Linked DNA regions of Sus scrofa: region 2 is linked to region 1. The links are chromatin contacts, called in public HiChIP or PLAC-seq maps. All regions are on one chromosome and are shown on one strand. Each heading gives the region's core, a stretch centred on a gene start, on an enhancer-like site or on the middle of the called end of the contact. The rest is flanking DNA. Distances are from core to core; before and after follow the strand shown. Region 1 holds the start of SET (SET nuclear oncogene). Region 2 holds the start of PTPA (serine/threonine-protein phosphatase 2A activator).

Evidence for each region. HiChIP or PLAC-seq counts read pairs in DNA pulled down with a chosen protein or histone mark.
Region 2: a contact with region 1 is called in an H3K27ac HiChIP or PLAC-seq map of alveolar macrophages. The contact joins the promoter of PTPA here to the promoter of SET in region 1. A contact is called at or near these places in 1 of 5 promoter capture datasets (fetal liver) and 1 of 2 datasets of contacts at active chromatin or transcription factors (alveolar macrophages).

Annotation. Positions count from the first base shown.
Region 1 is chr1:269,054,113-269,059,569 of Sscrofa11.1, reverse strand. SET (SET nuclear oncogene) reads right to left here and starts at 3,056. Exons shown (of 8, transcript NM_001244090.1): 1 at 2,781-3,056; 2 at 1,217-1,274; 3 at 442-584; 4 at 1-72. The coding sequence starts at 2,853. It overlaps LOC102158334 (a long non-coding RNA gene), which reads left to right and starts at 3,315. Exons shown (of 4, transcript XR_001306652.2): 1 at 3,315-3,988; 2 at 4,656-4,787.
Region 2 is chr1:269,397,703-269,403,844 of Sscrofa11.1, reverse strand. PTPA (serine/threonine-protein phosphatase 2A activator) reads right to left here and starts at 2,069. Exons shown (of 10, transcript XM_001926077.6): 1 at 1,759-2,069. The coding sequence starts at 1,789. CRAT (carnitine O-acetyltransferase) reads left to right here and starts at 2,603. Exons shown (of 14, transcript NM_001113047.1): 1 at 2,603-2,749; 2 at 5,226-5,489. The coding sequence starts at 2,723.

The DNA of each region.
Region 1 (5,457 bases), core at 1,807-4,306:
CAAATTCTGTCACTTCAACTCTTGTCAAATAATGCAGCGCCTCTTCATCCTCCTCCCCAAGCAGTGCAGACACTAGACCAGTAAACAACAGGCCAACATAATTAGTAAACATTAACAATTCAAGCAATCTCTTTTTAAAATTTCCCAAATTTAGTGAGCATCTTTGGTTTCATAAATCTATTATTAACTGAAAACCAAATGGCTCAGTGTCAGAGCACTCACCACCTTCTACCAAGTTATTCAACAGAATCCAAAGTTAGAATACAATCTCTTCTAAATACACTGCATTAATTCCAAGCCTCACACTGAGTATTTCAACCCTCACACCGATTAGTTCAACCTCTGCTTATAACCATATGTTGGACCAAATTCTCAACCAATGTCCCTCCACCCTTCAAGTGAACATCCCATACCCTTTAATAATGCTCTGCCATAACTTACCTTGTGGGTGGTTAACAAATGTTGTTACCCAAAAGTTTGGGATTTTGGCGATCAATTCCGACCTCTTCTGAAAAAATGGTTGGCGGAGTTTGTTATATTTCTGTTCTACTTTCAAAATCTCCTCACTGGCTTGTTCATTAAGTCTGAAGCAAATGAAAACACATGTTGACAACGATGGTACATAACAAATACAAAAACTGCTGATAACAGTGTATTTATTCTTATTAGCTTTACAACACAACGAAATGCAAATTTATAATAACCACATCACCTAGATTTTTGTAGCCAGAGTCAAAACTGAGATGGCAATTTGATATGCTTTACCAGTAGGCACTCAAAAATCTACATGCTTAAAGTGTCCCAACTGCATTTTGGTAACACTGTATATTTATTACTCTTATTACCAGGCAATCTTTTTTCTCTCAGGCAAATGAAGAAAAAACAAAAAAGCTGCCAACCAAGTAACGAAGTTGTATGGCAAGTCAGAGCAACACTAATAGCATAATGCTAAACTGTTATATGTTGCCACACTGCAACTTAGCCAGTTTGTAACCTACCAAAGCAAAACAAATTTTTCCAGAGGTCAATCAGAAACTTTTTGGTGACCTTACAAGCATTTCTGAGAAAAATAACACTGAATCCTCATAGTATTTCCAACTAAGTTATAATTACCTTCACTTAGCCAGTGCATACAGATATATTTGGCCATAGTTTCAATTACCAAACCCTACTAAGGTCAGAAAACTTTTCCAAAGTAAATTGAGGAAAACTTTACCTGTCTATTTCATTTTGTACTTCATCAATATGTTCAATTGCTTCTTGCTGTTCTTTTTCTGCAAGAAAAAGTGCAGGAGACTCAATACTAATTTTCCTTCTTGATGTTAACAGTCTGTGATGTAAATTATACAAATAAAGCTGTTAAAAAACTCCCTACAACACAAGGCATGCTCTCCACGTGTTCATGCGGGGAGTTGACAAATTACTTTTTAATTAAAAGACTATTCACAGATCATGCTGTTAAGACTACTCAAAATGTTTGACTGAAACACTTTAAGAGTTCCATTAGACCAATTATCAAAGTTTCTATTATGAGAATAAACCCTATGCAGAAATTTAGTGTTTTTTAAAAAACTCACATTGTATACTTGCAATAAAGTAGCACCCGCTCTTAACTATAATACGGAAACTAACCCGTGACAATAGCAAAAATTATAACACCATCTGTTTCCACGGCGCTATCATCTTTTATACGAAGTTAAAATATTGTTCAGTATCCACTACTTTTAAGACATCGGACACGCCTACAAACACGGAGAAGGCTCTTGAACTATCCCACCTCGGTCAACACTCGATTTCACCATATCAGCATAGGAACCCCAGGATTCAAATCTACCTTTCTCACCCCTCCAACCCAATTCACGTGGCCCGATCTCAGACGTGGCCCCACATGGCTATGAGCACACAAGGAGCCAGCATGAAGTCAGAAAACTATGAGAGCAATAAGGCAGAGGATGAAAAGGGGGTGTGCTGCGGAATGGTGCCTTTTTATCCGTTCAAGAATGTAAAACCTACAGAGCTGAAGTGGGCGTGAAGGGGCCCGAGCGTTCGGTTCATTTCCGGCATCCAGCCCGGGATGTACAGCCCCCCCGCCGCGAAAGCCTTCACGGAAAAGACCAGGTTTGCTAGGTGCCATTGTAAAGACCCCCCGACACTCCGGCCGTCGCGCGCGCCAGGTGTCTCAGCGCGCTGCAGCGACGAGGTGGCCTCCCCACGTGGGGACCTGCCAAGGGCCGGCCGGAGCATCCTCCCGGCGGCCGGGGCCCGCTGCGCGGCCGGCCGCGTGTTTCCCCGCGCCCCCACCCCGCCCCAGCTCGAGGCAGAGGGCCGCGCCGGGGCCGGCCTCCGGGTGGGGGTGCGGGGGCGCCGCCCGCGGGCCGGGCGCGAAGGGGGAGCCGTGCGGAGGCCCGGGCGCGGGGCCGCGTCCGGCCGCACCATGTGGCGGCGGCGGCGGCTGATGGGAGCGAGGCATCATGGCGGAGCACAATAAAGAGAGGCTTCTCGGGAGGGAGGGAGGGGGAGGAGAGCGAGGGAGGGGGGAGAGGAAGGGGGGGTCTCCTCCGCCCGCGCCGAGCAGGCCGCAGCGCCCCCGCCTCGCAGCGCCGTCCGCCGCCGCGGCGCCACCCGGCCCCGGCCCCGCGCGCACAAAAAAGGGCGCCGAGGCGCGCGCCGGCCCGTCCGCCCAGCGCCCCCCGCGCGCCCCGGGCCCCGCCGGCGGCCTGCGGCCGGGCGGACGGCGAAGATGGCGGCGCGGGCCGGCCCCCGCCTCGCCTGCTCCTCACCTGAGGTCTCGTCGGCCCCGTCGTGGTTGGAGTTGAGCTCCTTTTTACTGACTTTGGCCGCCGGCGCCGACATGGTGCTGCTCCGCGGTCGGGGGGGGAACGGGGAGGGGGAGAGAAGGGAAGGCGAAGGGGGCGGGCAGCGGCTTCCCCTCACGCCACACGCGCGGGCGCTCGCTCGGTCCGGCCGCCTCCTCCGGGCGCTCGCTCGCTCTCCCTCCCCCTGGCTCGCGCGCGCTGCCCTCGCGGCCTGACGACGAGGGAGGGGCTGGGGCGGCGTGCCGGGCCCCGGCCCGGGCTCCTGCTTACGGAGGGGAGGCGGCGGCGGCGGGCGGGCGGGCAGGCGGCTCGGCTCTCTCACTCACGCTCCGCGCTCCAGCTCGCTGCTCGCTCTCCCCGAGCCGCCTCCTCCTCCACCTCCTCCTCACGGCGAGGGGCGGGCGGCAGGGCGCAGGCGCGCCAGGCCCCGCGCGCACGCCCCGCCTCCGGCCGGAGAAGCTCGCGCCGCCTGGCCATTGGCTGGGGCTCAGGGACGAGGGGGCGGAGCCGCGGCGCGGAGACACAGGGCCTGGCGAAGAGGCGGGAGGAAAGAACGCCGCGACGTACGGGTCCGGCCCCCCGCGCCGCGCTCCCCTCCCCCGCTTTCCCCTTCTCCAGCCCGACCCGGGACATTTGCGCGCTACGGCCCTAGGGGCGGGGCCTCGCCAGGCTGCGCGCAGGCTCCCGGGCGGGTGCGTCACGTGGTGGCAGAGCGGCTTCCCTCATCCGCCGGGTGGCGCCGAAGAGAGGGGTCTCCGCAGCCCCCCAAAAGCGCAGGCCTGTTAGTAGCTTGGCTTCACATCGTTGCCCAGATGTATACCCACCCTGGGTTCTGCACTCAGGGACACTTCTGAGGCGTTCTTCTCGTGAGGAAAGCTAGGTGGCACCTCGTCTTGTTTCCCAGACGGGGAGCTGCCTTTCGGACTCTTCTCCCGCGTGTTTGCAAAGCCCGAAGCTGCCCGGTCCACTCACAGGCCTTTTCCTGGTTCTTAGTCCCAGCAGGTTGTGTGCACTTGGGCAAGTCACTTTACCTCTCTGGACCTACTTCTGTTATGGAATTATAGAATTCAAAAAAGACTGCGAGATCCCGCTGTGGTGCCGCGGGTTAAAATTCAGACTGCAAAAAGGAAAAAAGAAAGAAAAAAAAAAGGACTGCAGCCTCGCAGGCAAAGGTTCGGTCCTGGCCCAGGAACTTCCAAATGCTGCTGGTGTGAACCACTAAAAAAAAAAAAAAAAAAAAAAAAAAAAGGCAAATGGAACTTTGTGTCAGTGGTGATGTTAAAGCAAGGCCGGGAGTTCCCGTCATGGCTCAGCCAAAGGGAATCTGAACAGGATCCATGAGGACCCAGATGCCCTCTCTGGCCTCGCTCAGTAGGTTAAGGATCCAGCGTTGCGGTCAACAGTGGTGTAGATCACAGGGGCGCTTGGATCTGGCGTGGCTGTAGCGTAGGCCGGCAGCTGCAGCTCAGCTTTGACCTCTAGCTTGAGAACCTCCACATGCCTCCAGTGCAGCCCTAAAAAGACCAAAAAAAAAAAAAAAAAAGGCAGGGCCTTACTAAAATGGAAGTCCTCTGAGGGCAAGGGGTTGCCACATTCATTGGGGGTCCTTTTGGCCCTACTCTGCTGTAATTCAAGGAGGTCGCAAGAAACCGTACAGAGTGCTGAGCCAGTCCCAGCAACTGCACCCGCACTGCAGTGAAGCTGCACAACTGCAAGATAGGGTAGGCGGTGCTAATTTCATTTTGCCCTATCAGAGAGAGGACAACAGGGGGGCTTTAGGGGCCAAATCTTGAAATATGAAAGAGGCCAAAGTATTTCTGTTTAAATTCTGCTTTCCAGGTAACGCAAGTGTACCGCTGACTGCTCTACTCCCTCCTGCAGAGCCCAGACATGGACCACAACAAGCCTGAAATCAGAATTCCCATCACGGCTCAGGGGAAACCAATCTGACTAGCATCCGTGAAGACTCAGGTTTGATCCCTGGCCTCACTCAGCAGATTAAGATCCAGCGTGGTCGTGAGCTGTGGTGTAGGTCACAGATGCTGTTTGGATGTGGTGTGGCTGTGGCGTAGGTCAGCAGCTACAGCTCTGATTCCACCCCTAGCCTAGGAACCTCCACATGCCTTGGGTGTGGCCCTAAAAAGACCCAAAAAATTAAATTAAATTAAATTTAAAAAGCCTGAAATCCCTCTCTGGGTATTTGTAACCAAAACTAGGGGTTGCATTATTTGCAATCCAGCACTCACATTTTACTATCAGCTCTTAAAGCTCAAGCAGTGTCTTGAATGTTCGAGATAGTCCATTGGTGGGTGATTGATAAATGTTAAATGGCATACAGTTTATGGGCAAAGAATACGAATGTCTTCTTGGGACTTTCCTCCAAAGCCAGAAATTAATCTTCCCTCCAAATATTATTCTCAACTGAGTCCAGTTCAATCTGTATCTAAGCTGATTGGGCAGGCTTTTTGGCGGGGGCTGGGCCCCATGGCATGTGGAAGTTCCAAGGCTAGGGATCAAAACCTGATCCAGGAGTTCCCGTCGTGGCGCAGTGGTTAACGAATCCGACTAGGAACCATGAGGTTGCGGGTTCGGTCCCTGCCCTTGCTCAGTGGGTTAAGGATTTAGCGTTGCCGTGAGCTGT
Region 2 (6,142 bases), core at 820-3,319, 350 kb before region 1:
TCACCGTCTGGTTTCAAACTTCAAAGAAGAGCCACCTCCTGGGAACCTGACTCTTCCCAGCCACAGATAACCTCCCAGAGCCATCTTCTCTCAGTACAGGCTCACTCCCATGTCCCCCACCACCTGTCTTCAGAGACAACATTCATCTTACTGATAATCCTCTTTTTTTTTTTTTTTTTTTTTTTTTTTGCCTGTTAGGACCGTATCTGTGGCATGTGGAAATTCCCAGGCCAGGGGTCAAATCGGAGCTACAGCTGCCGGCCTACACCACAGACACTGCAACACAGGATCCAAGCAAGTCTGCAGCCTACACCACAGCTCAGGGCAACGCCAGATCCTTAACCCTAGATCCTTAATCCACTGAGCGAGGCCAGGGATGGAACCCATCATCCTCATGGTTCCTAGTCGGGTTCGTTAACCACTGAGCCACGAAGGGACCTCCTCATCTTACTGATAACTCTGGTTGCCTTATATATCCTGAGATCATTACTAGAATTCCTAAAGCACATGCACAGAAATTTTGTTAACAAAATAAATGTCTGGTTTCAAATGCTCTAACAGACCATACCCAGCTTTTTGTTCATTGATTTGGGGCAGGGGGCGGGGAATATCTCTTTTGATCTTTAAAATGTCTCTGTCCTGAGACCTTCCCAGGGATCACAAAAGGTGAGACACAGAAGGAATATTGAATGGTTTCAAAACATTAGGTGTTTTTGAAATAGCTGTTTGACCAACCTATCTGCAACCTCTTTAAACATTAGCTACCAAAAGAAATTTTTTTAAAAAGTTATCTACTATCAGTCCTTCTAGCTCAAGTTAGGGTGGCAAGAGTGGTCAGCAAACTTCCTTCCATTTCCCCAAGTTTCCGCTCTAGGAGAATCGTTCCCCAAGCTTCTGCTGTGGGGCAACAGACTCGAAACGTGTAGGAAGTGCTGGCACGTAGGTTCCATCCCCAGCCTGGCACAGTGCCTTAAGGATCCCGCGTTGACACAGCTGCGGCTTGGGCCGCAACTGCGGCTTGGATCTGATCCCTGGCCCAGGAACTCCATAGGCTGCCAGGCGGCCAAAAAAAAAAAGAGAGAGAGAGACAGAGAGAGAAAATCCTTTCCCTGGCCGCTCCATCCCAGCTATTTGAGATGAATTAAAAAGAAACCTCGGTGTAAATAAAAGTTACAGATGGTGAGACCAGAAAGAGACTCAGCTCCTTGCACAACCAGTCTTTCTAAATTAATAGTTTAGACGATCCAGGGCAGTAACTTCTTGGTAACTTCTCAGCCCCTGAATCTCCGGTGCCAGGCCTCCGAGGAGGAGAGGGGAGATGAAAGAGGGGTGGTCAGGGAGTCGGGGAGGCGGGAAAGGGGGTCCGGGCAGGCCCAGGCCCAAGGAGCACCAGGGTCTAATAAAGACAGCAGCCCCCACCCCCGACAGCTTCCCCACTGGGTCAAGAGCTGACAAACACGCGCAGCCCAGACGTGGAAAAGGCCACCGGACCGTCCACCCGACCCTCGGGCGGCTCAAGCTCCCCAAGTCCTGGTATTGCGCCCCTCCCAGCACCCCTTTTGCAGCCCTGGGTTCCTGCCCCCCACCTCCAGGTCCCCCCAGCCCTTCCCCCTCGGGGCCCCAAGAGCGTCGCTCATCTCTCTCAACCGTCGGGCTGCAGAGCCCCCCACCCCCCACGCCATCCCCGCCCCCAGACCCAGCACCGCCCCCGCGTCCCCGCGCCCCCACCCCGCAGCGGCCCGGCCCGTCCCGTCCTACCTGGCGGCGACTGCCGCTCGCCCTCAGCCATCTTCCGCCCGCCAGGAGCCGGCCCGGATGCCTGCAGTCCCCTCTCGCCTTTCACCCCCGCACCTTCCCTGCCCTTCCCGGGCTCCCCTACGCGCTCCGAGCTTTCTGAAGAGAAACGAGCACTGGCTGGCTAGAACCGAAAACCGAGAATTAAAGTCACCCCAGCGAAGACGACCGCCATGTTGGTGCGGGGCACCCAGGGAGCATGCCCAGCAACGGCCGGCTCGCGGCGGTCGCGCTCACTCCGAGGCGGCGGCCATGTTGGTGCGGGGCACCCAGGGAGCATGCGCACCGACGGCCGGCTCGCGGCCCGACGCGCCAACTGCCTGCCGGGAGGGCCCTGGGAGCGCGGCAGCCATGCTTTTGCGGGGCGGTCCCCACCTGTCATCTCGGAGCGTGGCTCTGACCCAATCCCGAGGACTAGTGGAAGACAGTCTCCTGTCGGTATGGTTGTGTTTTCCTAGCACTTTGAGAGCAGCGCTCAAGGACACCAAAGGGACTGAGAGGGGTGCACACCGCTGCCTCCAACAATTTGGACGGCTCATGGAGGCGGGAAAGGGCAAGGTGGACGGCGGGCGCCGCTGTGCGCCTCTTGGGTTCCACCGCCTAGCGGTGAACCCACCTGCAGGGGGCCCGGGCCCCGCCCCCGGCGCCGCCCCCGGCCCCGCCTCCCGGGCCGCCCAGCGCTCGCGGCTAGAGGTCGGCGTTCGCCGCCCGCCGAAGGCCCCGCCCCAAGAGTCCGCCTCCCGCGGGCCGCCTGCCGGCCGCCGCCCGGCGGGGTGGGTGGGCGCGGGGCCGCTTCTACCCGCCGGCGGTGGTGACTCGGCGATCTTGGACCGGAAGGGTCTAGTGGGGACCCACCTACAGCCGCGGCGCGGACTTTGACCAGCGCCTGGGGAGGAGCGGACAGTGTGTCCCTGGGCAGGCCGCCGAGATGTTATCCTTCGCTGCCAGGACCGTGGTGAGTGCGGCGGGGAAACCGGCCTGGTGGACCATGGACGGGACGGGTGGGCCGCGGGCCGAGCCACCCGCGCAGCTGCGCCGGAAAGGGGAGGACACAGGCCGTAGAGGCGACGCGGCCCAGCGGCCGCGGTCCAGTCCGGCCAGCAGCTGCTGGGAAGGGGTCAGCAGGTGGATTAATCCCGTCTGGCAGAGGGAGAGACTGAGGCTCAAGGTCAGAGGCTGGATCGAACCCACACTTTGTGGCGCTAAATTTCAATGACCCGGAAAAGATAACGCCCTGGCCTCAGGCAGCACCTCCACCCGTAGCCAAGGAACCGAGAGAGACCAGGAGTGTCTCTCAGAGATTATTCTCTCACTCACTCACTCACCTGTCCCATGCTCAGCCTGAGCCATTTCTTCCCGGCCAGAGCCACTTCTCCAACTCCCTGCAGTTAGTCACCTTCCCTGGGCTTATCAAACGGCCCCTGGGGAATTGTGTGTGGTCAGAGACACTCCACTGAAGGCATCAAGCTGGGCTGCTCAGAAAGTCCTCCCAACTGGCAGAGGGCGGCAGGTGGCAGCCCCATTCCCCCCCCCCCCCCGCGTGCCACCAGTCTCTTCCTCAACTTGACTTACAGCTACATCCCCCCATCCCTCCGCCCGCCCCCCATCTTCCCAGAGGGCAGCTTGGAGCAGGTGTTGCTGCTGATTCGGATCTCTTTCCTCTCTGCTCCAAGCATATCTCTGTCTGTGTCCCCTTCTATGCCAAGAAGAATGTTTGGCCTCTGCCAGGCCCAGAGGCTCTTGAGATCTTCCAGGATCTTCTAGAGCTCCCCCTTACACCTGCCACCTGATCTGTGTCCACAGCCTCTAGGTCATCTCCCAGGACCTGCTATGTGGCCTGATCTCTTTACTGCCAGGAAAACTGAGGCAAGGAGAGACTTGGCCAGAATCCCTTGGATCTGTTGTCTCCAATCTAGCCCAATCCCAAAACTAGCGTCCTTGATGGATTTTTAATGCCCAAAGTCCTCTCTTTTTTGCGGGGGGGGGGGGGCATGCCTGCAGCATGTGAAATTTCCACACCAGTGATTGAATCCTCAACACAGCATTAACCCAAGCCCCTGCAGTGACAGCGCCGGATCCTTAGAGAACTCCCAAAGTTCTCTGCCCTTGCCTGCCCCCCGCAGCTGATTGAGCCACAGCTCAAGAGAACCAGGCTTTGCTGGGAGGATGGCCCGGAAGGGCCCCAGGAGTCGTGGAGGGAAACGTCCACTTACTGCCCTTTCTCAGCATCTGCGCCTTTGCACCTGCCCAGTTTTCAGGACTATATGCAGGGTTACGGTGTATCCTCAGCAGCCAAGCAGTTTCTGTCCTCCAGCCAAGTTTTCCCTCATCAAACAGGCTTATGCAGATTCTAACAGGTGGATTTTTAATACCCCTTGGCTTGCCTCCCTGGCCCTGGGCCCAGCCAGGGAGGAAAGGTTTCCATGTCTCCTCCTCGGGTACACACCCGCAGCCTTCTCACCTGCTCCCCATTTCTCCCCTTCTGGAAACTAGGGAGGGTGGAACAACGGCTCCAGCGATAGCCAGAACCCGAGAAGCCACCAGAGCCACCACAGCCATCGCCTCTGCCGCCCTCCTGAATCTTGGCTCTTGTCTTCTCTTTCCAGCCCGGGCAAGTGGCTGTCTCTTGCTAGGTTCTGCTCACCCACTTGGTAGCACAGTTAGGCTTAGCGATCCAGCCCAAGGCAGACAGACAGGGCTCAGAACCTCAGTCCTGCCATGGAGGACGGGCAGCAGAAAGAGAAGGTATGAAACGGAGCCTCTGTCACTTGCCTCCCCACTGCTGCCAGCAGCCTCGGACTCTCCTATCTCTCTTTCTGTCCGCCTCCTCCAGAGTCTCCAGACTCTCCCTCTCTGCCAACTCACACCCTCCTTGCCAGGCCTCTCAGCTCTCTCTTGTCACGACGCTGCCCCTATGCCACCCCTGTCCTCACCCCACAGCCAGGAAAATGCCCGAGGCCTCGCCCTCACCCAAAGGTACTGCGGCTTTATCATGTGGCTCTGTCTGATCTTCTCTTCCCTCTTCTATCTCAACCTGGCAAGGGGGGGAGAAAAGGAGGTGAGGCCTTCCGGGCAGGGGTGTTCACTCATCACCCCAGGGAGAGAAAGGCGGGGCCTGTGCACCCGCCAGGTGAGAGGTCCCTCTGACCTCTGCCTGCCCCACAGGTGCTGCTGCTCCTGACGTGGTCCCTTCGAGCCCTGATGAGAGCAGTGGCCACACCCCACCCTCCCCCACCCCTGTGTGCACCTCCAGGCCCCTGGGAGGCGGAGACACCTGTAGCTCGAGGGCTGGGAAGTCAGGGCAGACCCCTCCCAAGAGGCTGTCTCTGACCCCAGGAATGGGCACATAAATGCCCAGGGCAGTGGCTTTGGGGCTGCCAGGGCCTCCCAGAGCTGGTGAGAGAATGAGCAGGCTCTTGTGCTGTGTGCAGGCGAGGCCCCTGGGCTTCCTCAAGCCCTCCTCCTTGACGAAGGTTTCCAGTCACTTCAAGACGCACCAGGACTCACTGCCCCGGCTGCCCGTGCCCCCGCTCCAGCAGACCCTGGACCATTATCTCAAGGCACTGCAGCCCATCGTCAGCGAAGAGGAGTGGGCCCAAACCAAGCAGCTGGTGGAAGAGTTTCAGTCTCCAGGGGGCGTAGGGGAGCGCCTGCAGAAGGGGCTGGAGCGCAGGGCCAGGAAGACGGAGAACTGGGTGAGTGAGAAGGCCGGGGGCACACCAGACCCCTCGGCTCCTGTGGAGGGTGAGGGGAACAGGGCCCCCTGCCCCGAGGCCCTGGGTCATTTTGAGCATCCCACCTGTCGCCTATTGCTGGCCTCCCACTCAAAACTTTTTCTTTGTTGTCTTTCCAGGGCCGCACTCACAGCATATGGAGTTTCCCGGGCTAGGGGTCAAATCGGAGCTGCAGCTGCTGGTTTACACCACAGCCACAGCAACATGGGATTGGAGCCGTGTCTGTGACCTACACCACAGCTCACGGCAACACCCGATCCTTAACCCACAGAGCGAGGCCAGGGATCGAACCTGTGTCCTCATGGATCCTCGTCAGGTTCGTCTCCACTGAGCCACGACGGGAACTCCCCACTCGAAACTTTCAGTACAGGCTGCTGTGGTGCAGCCATTTGCATCATGGAGTTTCTCGAGCACTTACTCTGTGCCTGGTGAGCAAGAAGGAGGCCGTCAGTGGCCTCTTGGAGCTGACGTTCAAGTAGGGTGGACGAGGTCACATTAGGCAATGAAGTTCTATGGGAATAAAAAGAACGGTGAGAGAGCGAGGGTGGAGAGCAGTAGTGTCTTCCTTTTGTAGGGGCAGGGAGGGCAGGGAGGCGGCAGTGCTGGCTCTGAGA